Regions from separate parts of the Anser cygnoides genome. Here region 2 is linked to region 1. The links are chromatin contacts, called in public Hi-C maps. All regions are on one chromosome and are shown on one strand. The core of a region is the stretch at or near the end of the contact, and the rest is flanking DNA. Distances in the headings are between cores, read along the strand shown.

Region 1 (6,789 bases), core at 3,005-5,504:
CAGCACCTAATGCAAAAAGCATGCTTAAGAAACACTGAGAACTGAAAGAGCAGTGAGTTTGTCTCTCGTAAGGGCATGCAACAACTGAAGAAAAATATAGCATGAATAATAGTCTTGAAAAAGACTCCTGTGCAATGAAATTAAATTCTACGCATGTAAGTCTTCAAGCAGAACCAAAAATAGTAGAAATAGAAGTTAAAAATAAAAGTCCACTGAGGATTACAGTATACAAGGAAATATAACAAAGTGTAGAGGGTGAAAAGCATTTTAAAAAAATCTTTCTAAACTGGTCTCCTTAAAACATACCTGCTGAACATTGCTGGTTACTCATTAAGCTTCCATCCAAGTTTGAGAACCTGAGCTTTTGTGTTTCAGCTAAATCCCAAGGAGAAAAATTACTACTAAAAGCAACATTAATATTAAGCTCAAACCATTTCCACACTTTTAATTTTTATGAAACTGTGTGTTGCTTGCAAGTTACTATGATCATTTCATCGTAAGCTCCCATGCTCTGTTAGCCAAGGGCAATCGCCTATCATGCTGTAGAGAAATCATCTGCAAAAACGTTTAAAAATACATACCCTGTAATTTTTTATATATACATCCTAAAAATATATTGTGTGCACAGAAACTCAGTGGAAACATCATCATCCCAGACCAGACAATTGCAATTAGCAAATCGCAGCAAAAACATTGTTTCCGTACTTGTCCCTGTAAAGGTAAGCAATGTTTGGCACCCAGCGGTCCATTCCCGGTTCTTTAAAAAGAAACCCACAAACTTCTAGCTCTACAGTGAAAAAGTTTCTACTCTAAGGCTCCAACAAAGAAAGCAGCAACTGCCTTCACTCTGACCTGCCAAATCATCCTGCTCTGGTGCTGCACCGTTTCGGGAGCCACAAAAAGATTGTGACTGTGAATCCTCACGTGAGAAGACGGCCGTACTTCTGGGTTACGGGTTTCTGTTGTTTATAGATTCGCACGTGCACTGGCCTCAGATGGAAACAGTCACCGCTTTGGGCTCCAGATTTGGGTTGCCGCTTTGTTTTCACATGATTTCTCTTACTGCCCCCCCAACCCCAAAAGTGGTTCTTCAGCGGTGTAAATACACCCACTGGGCTCAGGAAAATCATCTCAGCAAAAGCTGTTTGTGTTCTGGGGCACAGAGATGCTTATTTCCCCTCCTCTGACACAGCCAGGAAGGTGACCAGTAACGTACCGGGTTATGGTCCTTGCCCTCGGAGCCCTGCAGCAGTCAGTCGTGTGCAAGCATTTAGGAACTGCACCTACGTCGCTTCCCTGTGGCCACTGCTGGCAGCACGGAGCATTTGTAACTCCCAGCTTGGGAGGAAAAGGCCACGAATACACAGTCTTTGGGGGCTTTCCTGTTCAAAGGTGAAGAGCTTGGAAAGCAGCTCCCAGCCCTGCGCTGAGCCTCACTTCCCCGCTCCTTCCCCAGCCACACGCGTGTGACACGGACGGGGCCCATCCGGCTCCCACCCCCAGCACTGGTAGGCAACCACAAAGCAGTCACGTTTGAGGAAGCTGAGGCTTGGGAAGTTTCTACATCACTGATTTCTAGAAATCTGGTGGGAAAAGAGAGTTGCCTTTGATGTTTTCCTCAGCCTCGGGTCAGATTTCTTATGGGTGAGCTGCTTGAGTGTGCCCCAACTCACGTTCGAACTGGGCCTGGACAAGTTGGCGCTGAGGTGATTTACACCAACACCATCACATCCAACAGCCACATCTCTCCCTGAACAGCACCTGGTGAGTTGTGTGTGAGGACTTGATGAGCATCTTCAGCGTAGGAGATACCCAGGACCCTGCAGTGTCCAAGCTCTGGATGCCCACAAGGCTGAAGCCTGCTGCAGAAGAGGCCCAGCTATACGAGAAGCATAACGCAGCACAAGCAGGCAGCCTCCTGCCTGCCCCAGCCAGCTGGGGCTTCCTCTGGCCCCTGCAGCCCTACAGTTGTCACCTCCACCTCCTCCAACTCCAGCAGAGGCTGCAGGCCTTGCTGGGTCGGAGAGCAGGTTCGCTCGAGCTGTCAGTCCTCCACGTAGCAGAGCCTGACAGAGCGAGCAGACACACCTCAACTACTAATCACCACCTTCCACGGGGAAAAAAGTTTGGGTTTCATGCAGGTAGAGGCTTGACTGACCCCACTCTTCCTGCGGCCAAGGTTGCACTCTGGTTGTGGGAAGAGCCACCACCACTAAAATGAATGAAGTGCTGGATCTCCGCGTCGCTGCTGGGACCCACCACCAGTTACCAGAGAGCAGCCTCAGCCCTCCAAAGCCAAGCAACAGCTCCGACTCCGTGCAGTCATCCGACCTTTCAACGGGGGTTGTGAAATGCTGCACCTTCTTCCTCTCGCTCGTCCTGCATGGTGAGGTCCCACGGCACCATCAGAGAAAGAAGCAAATGAAGCAGCTGGTGACAAACCCATCTGAAAGAGGCTCAACTCCAGAGGCCAGCCTGCCCCATGGCAGGGAGCACTACGGCATGCAGTAGGAACAGACACAATCAAAATTCAGAGAAAGCAGTGTTGGAGTTCCCTCTGGTTTAAAACCTGCCAAGATTCAGCACTTGTGAGACACTCTGCTGGTCTCATACACTGCCACCCACCTGAACTCAGCCCCCTTGCACAGAGCGCTCCGAGCCATGCCCACCTTCACAGGTCGCAGTCCCCAGAGCCAGAGAAAGAATAGTAAAAATTAGGGGGAAAAAATGCTGTTTTATGTGTAGAAATATGCTGTGATTACCCCTTCCTTTTGATGTATGTCACAAAGCAGCAAAGGAAAATTGCAGGCCACATTAAAAGACGTTTGTAGAATAGATTTTTTCCTTCTTAGGAAAATTAAGGCTCACGTTACAAGATTAATAAACTTATATCAATCCCAAAAGAAACTTCAAAATTCCTTTTCACTTACAAAACAGATTTTCTACATATGACCAAATTTAGAAAACAGCCATGATTAAAAGCAGAATGCGATTTATTGTTCTTCATACTTCCCCCGTATGCCTGGGAGTTGCAGCTGAGCTGGCATTACTGAAAGCAGACTGCTAGTGCTGCTCCTGTGCATCTAGCTCAGGTCCGGCAGGCAATTGTAAGGTTTGATTCACCAATGCAGACCACGATTCACTAGCTCCTTGATATTTAATTTACACTTTACGTATCAACTTTTTTTGGGAGGCGGTGATTTTACTGGAAAGGAGAGTATCTCAGAGTTTCATTTTCCTCAAGCTGTTGGCTCTCCCCTCTGTCCCACCAGCAGTAACAAAATGCTGCCAACGCCGATGTTTCCTGCCACAGACATTAGTGACCCCAACTTCTGTCAACCCCTGGGCTTTGGTGAGGAGGGGATTTTGGGGGAACTGTTGTGTGATCCAGCAGAACGTCATCAACAGGCTGATGTTCACCGGACTACTGCACATCATTTAACTTTTCACTGAACATACTTTTGTGGCCATCTGGCTGGTTTTCTTTAGCGTGGCTCCGTGATCTCACTATGAGTCAATGACCAAGTACCCCAGGCGCCCACCCGAGCACACAGACCACACTGTGAGAGCAGCTGACAATAAAACCCATAAAACTACTAGGGTGGGACTCGGGACTTGCACCCCGAAATGCTTCCAGCTCAGTTCTCCATACTGCCTGAAAACCCCACGCAGAGCAGTGGATTTGCAGAATCCTATCCACAGTTAAAAAGTTGGGTGCAGAGTGGCTGGGGAGAAACCAGTATTTAAGAACGGCCCACAGTCCAAAAAGCTTGGGAGGCACCAGTGTAATTAGCAAGCTGCAGGCATGTGCGCAGGCTTGTCTAGCCTGTAGTTATTTCTATCAGCAGCATGAAAATCATCTGTCCAACAGATCAGAGCATCGCTAGTTCCAAGCCTGCTGAAGATACATGCGAAGAAGTGGCTATTTGTATAAAATGAGCATATTGTGGAGTAATTATTGGCATTGGAAAAACCTTGTAATTAGAAACAAGTGGGCGTTCTTTGTTTGTAAACAAATTGCATTTTGGTTCATCAGAGATGCTCCTTTAAGAACAAATTACAGCAGATGCTGCTTGTGTTTCCAGTGATTGAAAGGCCCCACCTGAATAAGCTACAAGAGGGTCACAATTCTATTTAACCCAGCACTTTCCTGGACAGGAATCCTCTTGGCACGGGCTGCAACCACATTTGCAGAGCACAGTGCCCGGGGGGCCTGCTAATCTATCACACAACCTTTTCCGGGAGGCCCCACCGGAGCTCCTGCCTGCTCCAGGAGGGACAGGCTGCCGTTGCCACCTTGCACAAGGCTGGCCACTTTCCTGGCTACAGCTGCTCCTGGTTCCCTGTGTCACCGCTGAGTTGAACACTCTGCTACTACAAATTGTGGGTTTGCACCACAAAACCCCTCCGCAGGCTTTTCTGTCAAGAGCAGTGATGGGAATAATCCACTTTGATGATAAAAATCTTTGCTCTAGGTATCCAAGTACTGGCAAGGAACCATTTTTGTGCTATGTGCATGCACACGTACAGACTGAACGCACCAGAAAGCAAATCGAAATACTCTAAGTACACCTCACATGAAAAGCTTCCTAGCTGGGGCCTATTTATGGTGGAAAGGTTCAGGACAGGAGACTAGGGGCAGAGTCACAATTTTTATTTGTTTAAAAACTGTCTGAGTTGACAAGAGGGCAGGTTCTTAAGCCGATGTTTACCTTGGTGCAAAGGTCAACATCATTTTTGGATCCTGTTCTATTTTTTGTTTGTTAGCCATTATAGGGTTGTTTGGTTTTTGTTGTTGTTGTTAAGTCAAAGGTTACTTTTTAAATAATAAAGAACAGCAAAAAAGCAAAAGGAGGAAAGGGGAAAAGTAGATCAATCATGGTATAAACTCTACCACAACCATGGCAGAAACACCACCACCTGCTGTCCAGAGCAGGATGATAAATCAAGGGCACAGATTTCACAGAAAATTCAGAAAGCTTACAGCAAGCAGCCTGAACTTGGATACAAGGCAAGAACATTCACCATAGAGCTTATAACCTACAGCAGCCATCAGATTAATTACGACCAAAAGCAAGGTTAACTTGCATTGTTCCACGCTGTAGTTTTGTGTTAATGGCAGCCATCATATTCCAAAGCTCAGCCTCCTGATCACCAAAATCGCTTCACGTTGCTACCTGCAGGGTCAGCTTGTTTCAAAAGTTAAAATGAAAACAAATAGGTTCATTTACTACATCTCAGCTATTCTTGGTGGATGCTAATTGTGACCTGATTAGAAACAAAACTACCATTTCATCCAAAACACCTTCCTCAACTTTAAATAAAGACTGGCATGCGTGCGCTCGATAGCCCTTTGTGCAGTATCATCTTCAGTTGTTTCTGAAAGATGGCAATATGGATCTTTTAAATGGCAGTGCAGAAAGTCACTTTTAAGTCACTTGGCTTGAAGTTAGCTCCCTTTCACAGACACGCCTCTGAACAGAATAATTGCTATCTTTTTTTTGTGAAGGCTTTAACAAATATATTTTTTTTCCTCGATTTCTTCTTATTTGGTATTTCTGAGGACACGAGCACTTAAAATTGCAATTATTAAGCAACAACCTCACCTTTGCTTCGGATCTTTCTTCAGCAAACCTGACAAGAGAGATTTTGCTTCAGGTGACAAAGTGCGTGGAAATCTAATCTCCTCCATAAGGATGAGTTCAAAGAGCTTTTCATGGTCCTGGTTGTAGAAAGGGAGCCGGCCACACATCATTTCATACATCACCACGCCAAGGCCCCACCAGTCCACTGCACGACCATAGTCGTTGTCTTCCAGCACCTGCAGAAAGGCAGAGAGAAGGCTTTAGAAGGCATTCCTAAATCAGGAATGAGCGCAGAACTCAAGAGGCAAAATTTACACCAAAAATTTCATGTTCTTGAGTTTCACAGATGAGTCTATCAACACAGAGTATCTGCAGATGATCTCAAAAACAAGTGGCACCACGGTCACTGATTGAAAGAGAGCATTTTAGGTAAGCAAGAGAGGGAAATGGAGAAAGTGTTATGATATGGCAGCTTCCTTCTCCTCTTCCTCCCAGCCTCCCCTTCCCATTAAGCCCACTGTAAGCACAACCTTTGAAAGCCCAAAGGCTAAGGTCTGTTCTCACATTACACAGCCAGCTGCTAAATTCTCACTTATTCATCACAAACTGTTCCAAATGGGATCCCATTAAGAAAGAAAAAAAAAAACACCACCAAGGAGCCATTTTGGGGAGAAAAGACAAGACAGTCAGGCTCTTACTTACTATTCCTTCAGAAGCAACAAACTGAACAGCATGATCCTCTCCATATTAACTTGCCTCTACCCAAAGGGTATGTCACAAAAGACCACACAGCATGCTAAATGACTAATTCACATTAAACACTAAGCGAGATCTCCTCTCCTAGCACCTGACTGGCTGCAAGGCTGTGAAATGGCAGCCAGGCTGTCTTGTAATATTTCCCTTCCTCCGCTCCAGAGGGGAACACTTGCACACCAGCTCCAACACTTTGGGGTTGCGCTTTCTAAGCAGAAAGTGTCAGGGAGCAAGCTTCTTCCCGTTCTCAGAGGAGATGGGGTGTAGCACAGGGTATTTTCCCTTCCCCTGGGCATTTGCACCTAACAAATCCCCAGTTTGTGCATGGACTCGGGACCCAGCAGTGTCCTTTTTCCCTCCTGCTTGCTCCACAGAAGTGCTGTCACGCTTTGTTTCTCGTCTTCTCTATCGAAGGCTTTGTTGAGGAGGTAGGAGTGTTTCGTGGCTTGTG
Region 2 (6,789 bases), core at 1,482-3,981, 94 kb after region 1:
TCCTTGGATCAAAGGGGTAAGAATGGAAGCGAGTCCTCGGGCTTTATGGACCTGATCCAGTTGGTTTTTCTACTAATTTCTGTGGGATTTGGCTGGTGTCCAGGCAGCATAAACAACCAGGACCAGGGCTAGTCCCGCCTGGCAAATGAAAGCCCTGCTAGCACCGCCAACTTTTCCTCTCTGCCCTAAACCTGCATTTTCTGCTCAGCTCTACAATGCTACGTGAGCGGCAAGATGCTTGCCGGCTCCCAGGAGGGTTTTAGCCAAGCCCAGGAGCTCACATTGCTGCCAAAGGATGCCTGATACATCAGCTCCTGACACTTTCCATCAGTCCCCGTTCACATGCAGCTGTCCTCGCATTTGGCAATGGGATGGGGGTGTTGTCCCCCAGCCCGGACCGTGGTCAGAGAGTTTCCTATGGGCTGTGGGGACTGGGCAGCTGCTGCCTGGCTCCTTTCACTCGGGGAAGGACTGAAAATGGAGCCTCTTCCTAATGGTACTGGAGTCTTTGTCTTGCCGAGGCTATGGGGCCAGAGAGATGAAAGTAGAGCATTTGCTTGTGATTTTCCTGCTTTCATGAGGGCCTTCAGAAAGGCAGGAGCTTTCAGAATAAAGTTTCTGGGGCAGTTCTTCCTGTTGCCTTGCCTCGAGTAATCACTTAGGGCTTGTTTACACTAGAGAGTTGTACTACCAGTATTTTATACAACTGCACCGAAATCAGCACAACACCTGTATTGTGTCTATCGCTACCGTGGTGCGAAGGCGAGCCTACTATTTCTGAGGCCTTGAAAAGCAAGCCAACAATGAGCAGAATGGATAAGGGGAGAAAATGAGAACACTGCCGTGTTTCTTGACATTTCAAACTCGGTAACGACCACAGATTCATTGTGAAATTGTAACTGGTTTACTAAAAATAAAATACTGTTAGATTGTAGACAATTATTCCTAGCTTACAGAACCCAAACAGGAATTGAATCCTTAGTTTTTTTTTTTCATTTTCTTTTTCCTCCCCTTATTATTAAAGGAGAGAGGGAAAAAATGAACAATGTATTACACAAAATAAGGGATTTATGCCAAGCAGCATAATTTGTACAAATACAGGAGACTGCCCAATATTTCTAGTGTACAAAGAGAAGCTCTACAAGCCGTCACATCCACACAGAGGGCTTCACGGAAGCTGCAGTTGCTTGTTGAAGAAACCGCTTCACTTACGGTGGAGCCTGTGTTGTCTTCAGCACTGTCTTCAAAAGGACAGAGTTCCCACCCCAGGATGGTGTCTGTGATCTGAACAAACAGATGAAGGTCTCAGCTTTACCAAATAGCGATGGATTTAACCCCAGCACCCTTAACTCTCACTGGAGCTGGTCACTTCTGTGTTCTGGGTTGGACTTTCCCAATTTGAACAACATCGATAATGATATTACAGCAGGGCTTTGTGACAGCGCAGTCGCTGACACTCAAAACCCACCCAAATACCCTGGCATTCACTGCCAATTGAATTAAACCGTCAAGGTCTGTGAGAGGGAAGTGGCTGTTGGCAAAAAATAGATGCTGAATTCTGTGACAAAGAGCCTGAGGATTAAATATCGATGAATTGGACCAAATTACTAACAAATATACCAACCGATAAAAGTGATGTTTTAAGGTGCTAATGCCATCATTGGGCATTGAAAAAGAAGAAGAAAAAAAAAGAAGTTGCTATCCTAGATACTATAATTTAGACAGGCAACCTAGAGGAGGAAAAAGAAAGGAGTTTCTCTGCATTACTTGGTGGAAGCAAGAGTCTCCTGACCAGAGCCACGCAGGGTGCTTGCAGCAGGGCTCTGATCCTCTCTCCACTCACCCGAACCCAACAGCGTTGCAAAACACACCCCTTTTCTTTTTAAGCACGGCTAAAACCTCACACAAAAAGAAATATACACGCGATAAAGTCAGCCTGGACCCGGAGCCCCGCTCCAGCGCTTCGGGTCCGAGGCCACCTCCACCTGCCGGGGGACCCAGCGGCGGGGCCGGCTGCAGCCGGGGGGCTCCGGGAGACTCAGGGCGGGGGGGGGGGGGGAGAAAGCCCCCCGGTCCCGATCCCGATCCCTATCCCGGTCCCCAGCAGCGCCAGGGAGCAGCTCCGGGCTGCGGTGCGGGCAGCAGGAACCGTGCCCGACTTTTCCCCGTTTGCTGGGGCGGGAGACTTTTTTTTTTTTTTTTTAATCACTCTAAACGCTCTCACTTTTGATGGGATTACAGCTAATTAAAATTTAAAATTCGAATCAACTACCGAAAAGGTCATCTCAAAAAAAAAAAAAAATCCGCAGGCATCTGGTAGCAAAACTAAAGCCGAAGAGCGGGGGAGCGCACGGCCGGGGCTGCTCGGTCCCGGTGCCGGTCCCGGTCCCCCTCCCCTCTCCGCGCCAGCCCCCGGGGGTGCGCGCCCCGCTCCGCGGCCGAGTTGGGAGCGGGACGGCGGCGGGGCCAATGCAGCGGCCGGGCGGGGAGGGGAGGAAGGGAGGGGAGAGGAGGAGGAGGAGGAGGAAGAGGAGGGCAGCGGGGAGGAGGAGGAGGAGGAGGAGGAGGAGGGGAGGGCGCAGCCGGCACCGCGCACCGGCCGCCGGGGCTGGCCGGGGCGCCGGGGGGCTATTGTGTGCGCCGGGCGGGGACGCACGCTTGCACACGCGTTCCCCCCCCCACACCCCCGTTTGCACACTCGTTTGCACACTCACCACCAGCACCCCCCCGCGGCTCGGGAGGACAAATATCGCGAGAGCGGCCGGCGACCAACCTGCTCCGCAGCCCCGCCGCGCCGCCGCGCCCGCGGAGCCCCCGCGCAGCGCCCGCATGCAGCCGCGCAGCCCCGGCGCGCCTCGGTGAGTAGCGGGACCCCCCCCCCCCCCAAACTGCCCCCGCCTGCCCTTCCCCTGGGGGGACGAGGGGGAAAAACGCTCCCTGCAAAGTTGGGGAGTGCTCCCAGTGGCTTTTTGGGGGTGCTCGAGGGGTAGGGGGGCGCCCCGGAGGGGTTGCGCGGGGTCCCCCCCCCCTCCATTTGGTGCGCGGAGCCGGGCGCAGGCGAAGGTCACGGCGGTGCTGCGGGGAGCAACTCCGGGGAGGGAGGTGCGGGGGGGGGGGCACCGCTGGGAAAGGGGGGGGGGGGGCGGGCTCGGGGCAAGTTTGTGGGATTTAATCGCGGGCTATAAATGGGGCTGCTGGAACTTTAAAAGGCAGCAAGCTGTGGTTGGCTGGTAGCGAGATTTGGAGTAACATATGGCATTAAAAGGCGCACAGCTGGAGGTAGCATTTCCATCGCAGTGAAGTCAGAGCAGCTGACTCTCCAGCTTGCGGTGTAATTAGCAAACCGAGCACTCCTCCTTCCCTCCCAGCCTCCCTCCCTCCAGCCTCCCTCCCTCCCTCCGCGCCTCGCTCGCACTCGCGCACGCACCCGCGGCCGCTCCGCGCTCCCCCTGCCCGGCTCCGCGCCCCGGCCCCGCGGGAAGGTAAGGACCCGGCGGGCAGCCCCAGCCCTCCCGCCTCTTATTTTCCTCCTTGCCCTTTAATAACTTCAACGGAAACTTTTTTCTTTTTTTTTTTTCCGCTTTTTTTTTTTTAATTTATTTTTTTCCCCTTCGTTTTGCATGCGGGGTGCTGCTGCTGCTGCTCTGCCTCCATCCCCGTCCTCCTCCTCCTCCTCCTCCTCCGTGCCTGGGAAAACGCCGCTTCCCCGGAGCGAGCCGCGGCTGTTTTGTTGTGATTCCGTGCATGAGGAGCGGGGATAAAGTTTAAATTGTGTGTGTGTGCGTGACGGGGGTAATGCGCTTTATTAAAAGATGCCCCGAGTTAGCGTCGCTGGGAAGAGAGCCTGGGAGTTTGTGCTTTTTATTTATTTGTCTTTCTTGCCTCTTCTTAATTTTATTAAAGTGCTTAGTGGGAGAAACAAAGGTTGGAGGGGCTGCTGCTTTACTAGCTTTTGTTTACTTACAATCAAGTTTTTCCTGTTCGGAGCAGGTGCGAAAGGATGAGAAGCATGTTGTGTTGTTTTCTTCTTTTTTTTTTTTTCTTCTTCTCCCCCCCTTTAATAAAACTATTACAGACAATTAACAGTAAACGTTATCTCCAAGGCTGTTTCTTTGGCTTGTGTTACCAAAAAGCCGATCTGTTTGTTACAGCTGCTAGGAGGCTTTAGTTTACAGTAGCATTCAAGTTTTTCCTGTTTTGAACAGGTTATGAAGGAAGAATGGAGTTTCCAGACCATAGCCGCCAGTTGCTGCAGTGTCTGAGTCAGCAGCGTCACCAGGGCTTCCTGTGTGACTGTACTGTTTTAGTTGGAGAAGCTCAATTCAGAGCTCACAGAGCCGTTCTTGCCTCTTGCAGTATGTACTTCCATCTTTTCTACAGGGACCAGTTAGACAAAAGGGATATTGTGCATCTGAACAGTGACATTGTCACAGCCCCTGCCTTCAGCCTGCTGCTCGAATTCATGTACGAGGGAAAGCTGGAATTCAACAGTCTCCCGGTGGAAGATGTGCTGGCTGCGGCTAGCTACCTCCACATGTATGACATTGTGAAAGTCTGCAAGGGCAAGTTGAAAGATAAAGAATTATGTCCGGAGGAGAAGATTAATGATGAGGTGGCCGGTTTGGAGAAAGCGGAGCATTTTCTAGACGCCGGAGCGCCCCTGGTCCACGAGTTTGACCCAGGAAACAAACAAAAATTCAGCGTTGCAGAATACGACAGAGCGGCAGGCAAAGAAAAGGTCAGCAGTCACCCCGCCTGGTCCTCTGATCATATAAGTGTCAGCTCTGCGCCGACAGAGGCAGAATCGTGCGCCGCAGCAGCTGGAAAAACAAAGGCTAATGTCAATAGTTCCACAGGACCTTTGTCCCAAAGGTCTGTTAACCATACCCTGGCTTCGGGTGATGTGGACTGCGCGCTGGATTTGTCTTTCAAGCCCGTGCCGGGGAGAGATTCCTTACACCCCTCCTATGTCTTTGGACAGCTGGCTTCCGACAGCCAGCAGCAGGGTACCGAGCCACTTGTTAAAGATGAACAAGACTTGCTGTCAGATCAGGAGGACAGCGAAGCCAGGAGTCCGGAGAGTCAGCATTTTGGGAATTCAGCCAAAAGCCTAGTGACAGGGTTAGGACACATGTTCGCGGGGAATGGCAGCTCTCATGCCCGAGAGGAGGATATAGATCAAGACCGAGACGAGAGTGAGGATGACATGGATTCGTCGGACATCTCCTCGGGCGTGCTCGTGCCTCCCGGGCATATCTGCATTTGCCCCCTGTGTAGCAAGGTGTTCCCGAGCCCGCACATCCTTCAGCTGCACCTCAGCTCCCACTTCCGCGACAAGGACGGCTCGCGGACCCGGCTGTCGCCCGACGGCTCGGTGCCCACCTGCACCCTCTGCGGAAAGACTTTCTCCTGCATGTACACCCTCAAGAGACACGAGAGGACTCACTCGGGCGAGAAGCCCTATACCTGCGGCCAGTGCGGAAAGAGCTTCCAGTATTCCCACAACCTCAGCCGCCACGCGGTCGTGCACACCAGGGAGAAGCCCCACGGGTGCAAGTGGTGCGAGAGACGGTTCACGCAGTCGGGGGATTTATACAGACACATCCGCAAATTTCATTGTGGCCTTGTAAAGTCCTTGGTGGTTTGAGACACGTCGTTTTTTTCTCCTGTCCCCCGCGCCCCCCGGCCCTTTTAAAACAAAACAGGAAAAAAAAGGCAGCATCTGAATTTTCTATTTTTTTTCCCTTTTTTTTTTTTTTTTCTTCCTTTATTTTTGTGATATTCACTTCAGGTATATGATCTTTAAAAGATGCAGAGGTGTACACTCCAGAGGCCTTTTAATGCAATCCTTCCACCTCTCCATCTCCCCCGTCCCCTGCCTCCTTCCCTTCAGGTCTTCTCTTGCGCACCCATGCTACATTATTAATGTGAAATGATCTAAGTAGTTCTGCAATGATTTAGCATCTGTTTTCATGCTGGAAGTACTTGCTTTGTGGTCAGGGTGTGTTTTTTGTGTTTTTTTTTTTTTTCTTTTTATTTTTAGTTTGAAGAAAGATTGCTTGTAAGTAAATTCCGGAGAAATACTTGGATTCCATTAAGCTTCCCTGATGCCGTCTGCGTAGTGCGTAGAAACATCCGAAGAGACGACTGATGGCTTAAATACATTTCAGCGCAGGGAAATTTCTCTGCGTGTATCTCTAACAGGCTGTAGTCTTATTTCATAGAGCTGGAAGAGACCTCAAATTGGCCCAAAAGATAAAGGGGAAGGGGGGAGAATTTCTGGATACACCTTTGGTACTAGTCACTTTGTTGTTGTTGTTGTCGTTGGCTTTTTTTTTGTTTTTAATTATGTCGGAATAGTTCTGCAATCAGTCCTGCAATCTGAACGAGAAGTTTTTGCCTCGAGGCTTGCCTTAGTTTCCCTTCCCACCCATGCGCTCGCCTACAGCAGAGCACGGAGCTGCTTCGTGGCTTGGAAAAAGCCCGTCCACAGCGGCCTCGCTCCTCGGCTGCCGAGGGATGTGCGCTGGCACGGGTCCGAAATCCTGCTCTCCGTGAACGGTTGCATCCCCACATTGGTGGTGCGGGGACAGCCCCGCTCCTGGTGCGAAGGTGGCAGCAGGGGATCGCGTGGCTCTGGTGATGGGAAGGGGCCAGCACCCCCTGTCTCGCCTTGGCCGGCTGCTGGGCTCCCCCTGCTCTGGGCACCCGGTGCCGAGCATCCGAGGAGATGCCCCTCTCGCTGTCTTCCCCGAGAAGTTTGCCGGGAGGCTGCCGTCGGCAGCTCAG

Evidence for each region. A called contact is a pair of places that touch in the nucleus more often than the background predicts.
Region 2: a contact with region 1 is called in a Hi-C map of liver, with 19 times the contacts expected there. The contact joins the promoter of ZBTB42 here to the enhancer-like site in region 1. A contact is called at or near these places in 2 of 7 Hi-C or Micro-C datasets (both in liver).

Annotation. Positions count from the first base shown.
Region 1 is chr5:57,672,572-57,679,360 of Taihu_goose_T2T_genome, forward strand. AKT1 (AKT serine/threonine kinase 1) reads right to left here. Exons shown (of 14, transcript XM_066998424.1): 11 at 5,607-5,821. Among named protein-coding and RNA genes, the nearest start is that of SIVA1, 32 kb to the left of the region's middle. Within about 2 kb of position 4,255, at least 1 of the 3 cell types and tissues checked has open chromatin away from gene starts, as enhancers often do. A contact at or near this core is called in liver, where this site is marked.
Region 2 is chr5:57,767,927-57,774,715 of Taihu_goose_T2T_genome, forward strand. ZBTB42 (zinc finger and BTB domain containing 42) reads left to right here and starts at 2,732. Exons shown (of 2, transcript XM_048069725.2): 1 at 2,732-2,858; 2 at 4,206-6,789. The coding sequence starts at 4,220. The coding sequence ends at 5,647. It overlaps LOC125183452 (a long non-coding RNA gene), which reads right to left and starts at 2,851. Exons shown (of 2, transcript XR_007165492.2): 1 at 2,715-2,851; 2 at 882-1,284.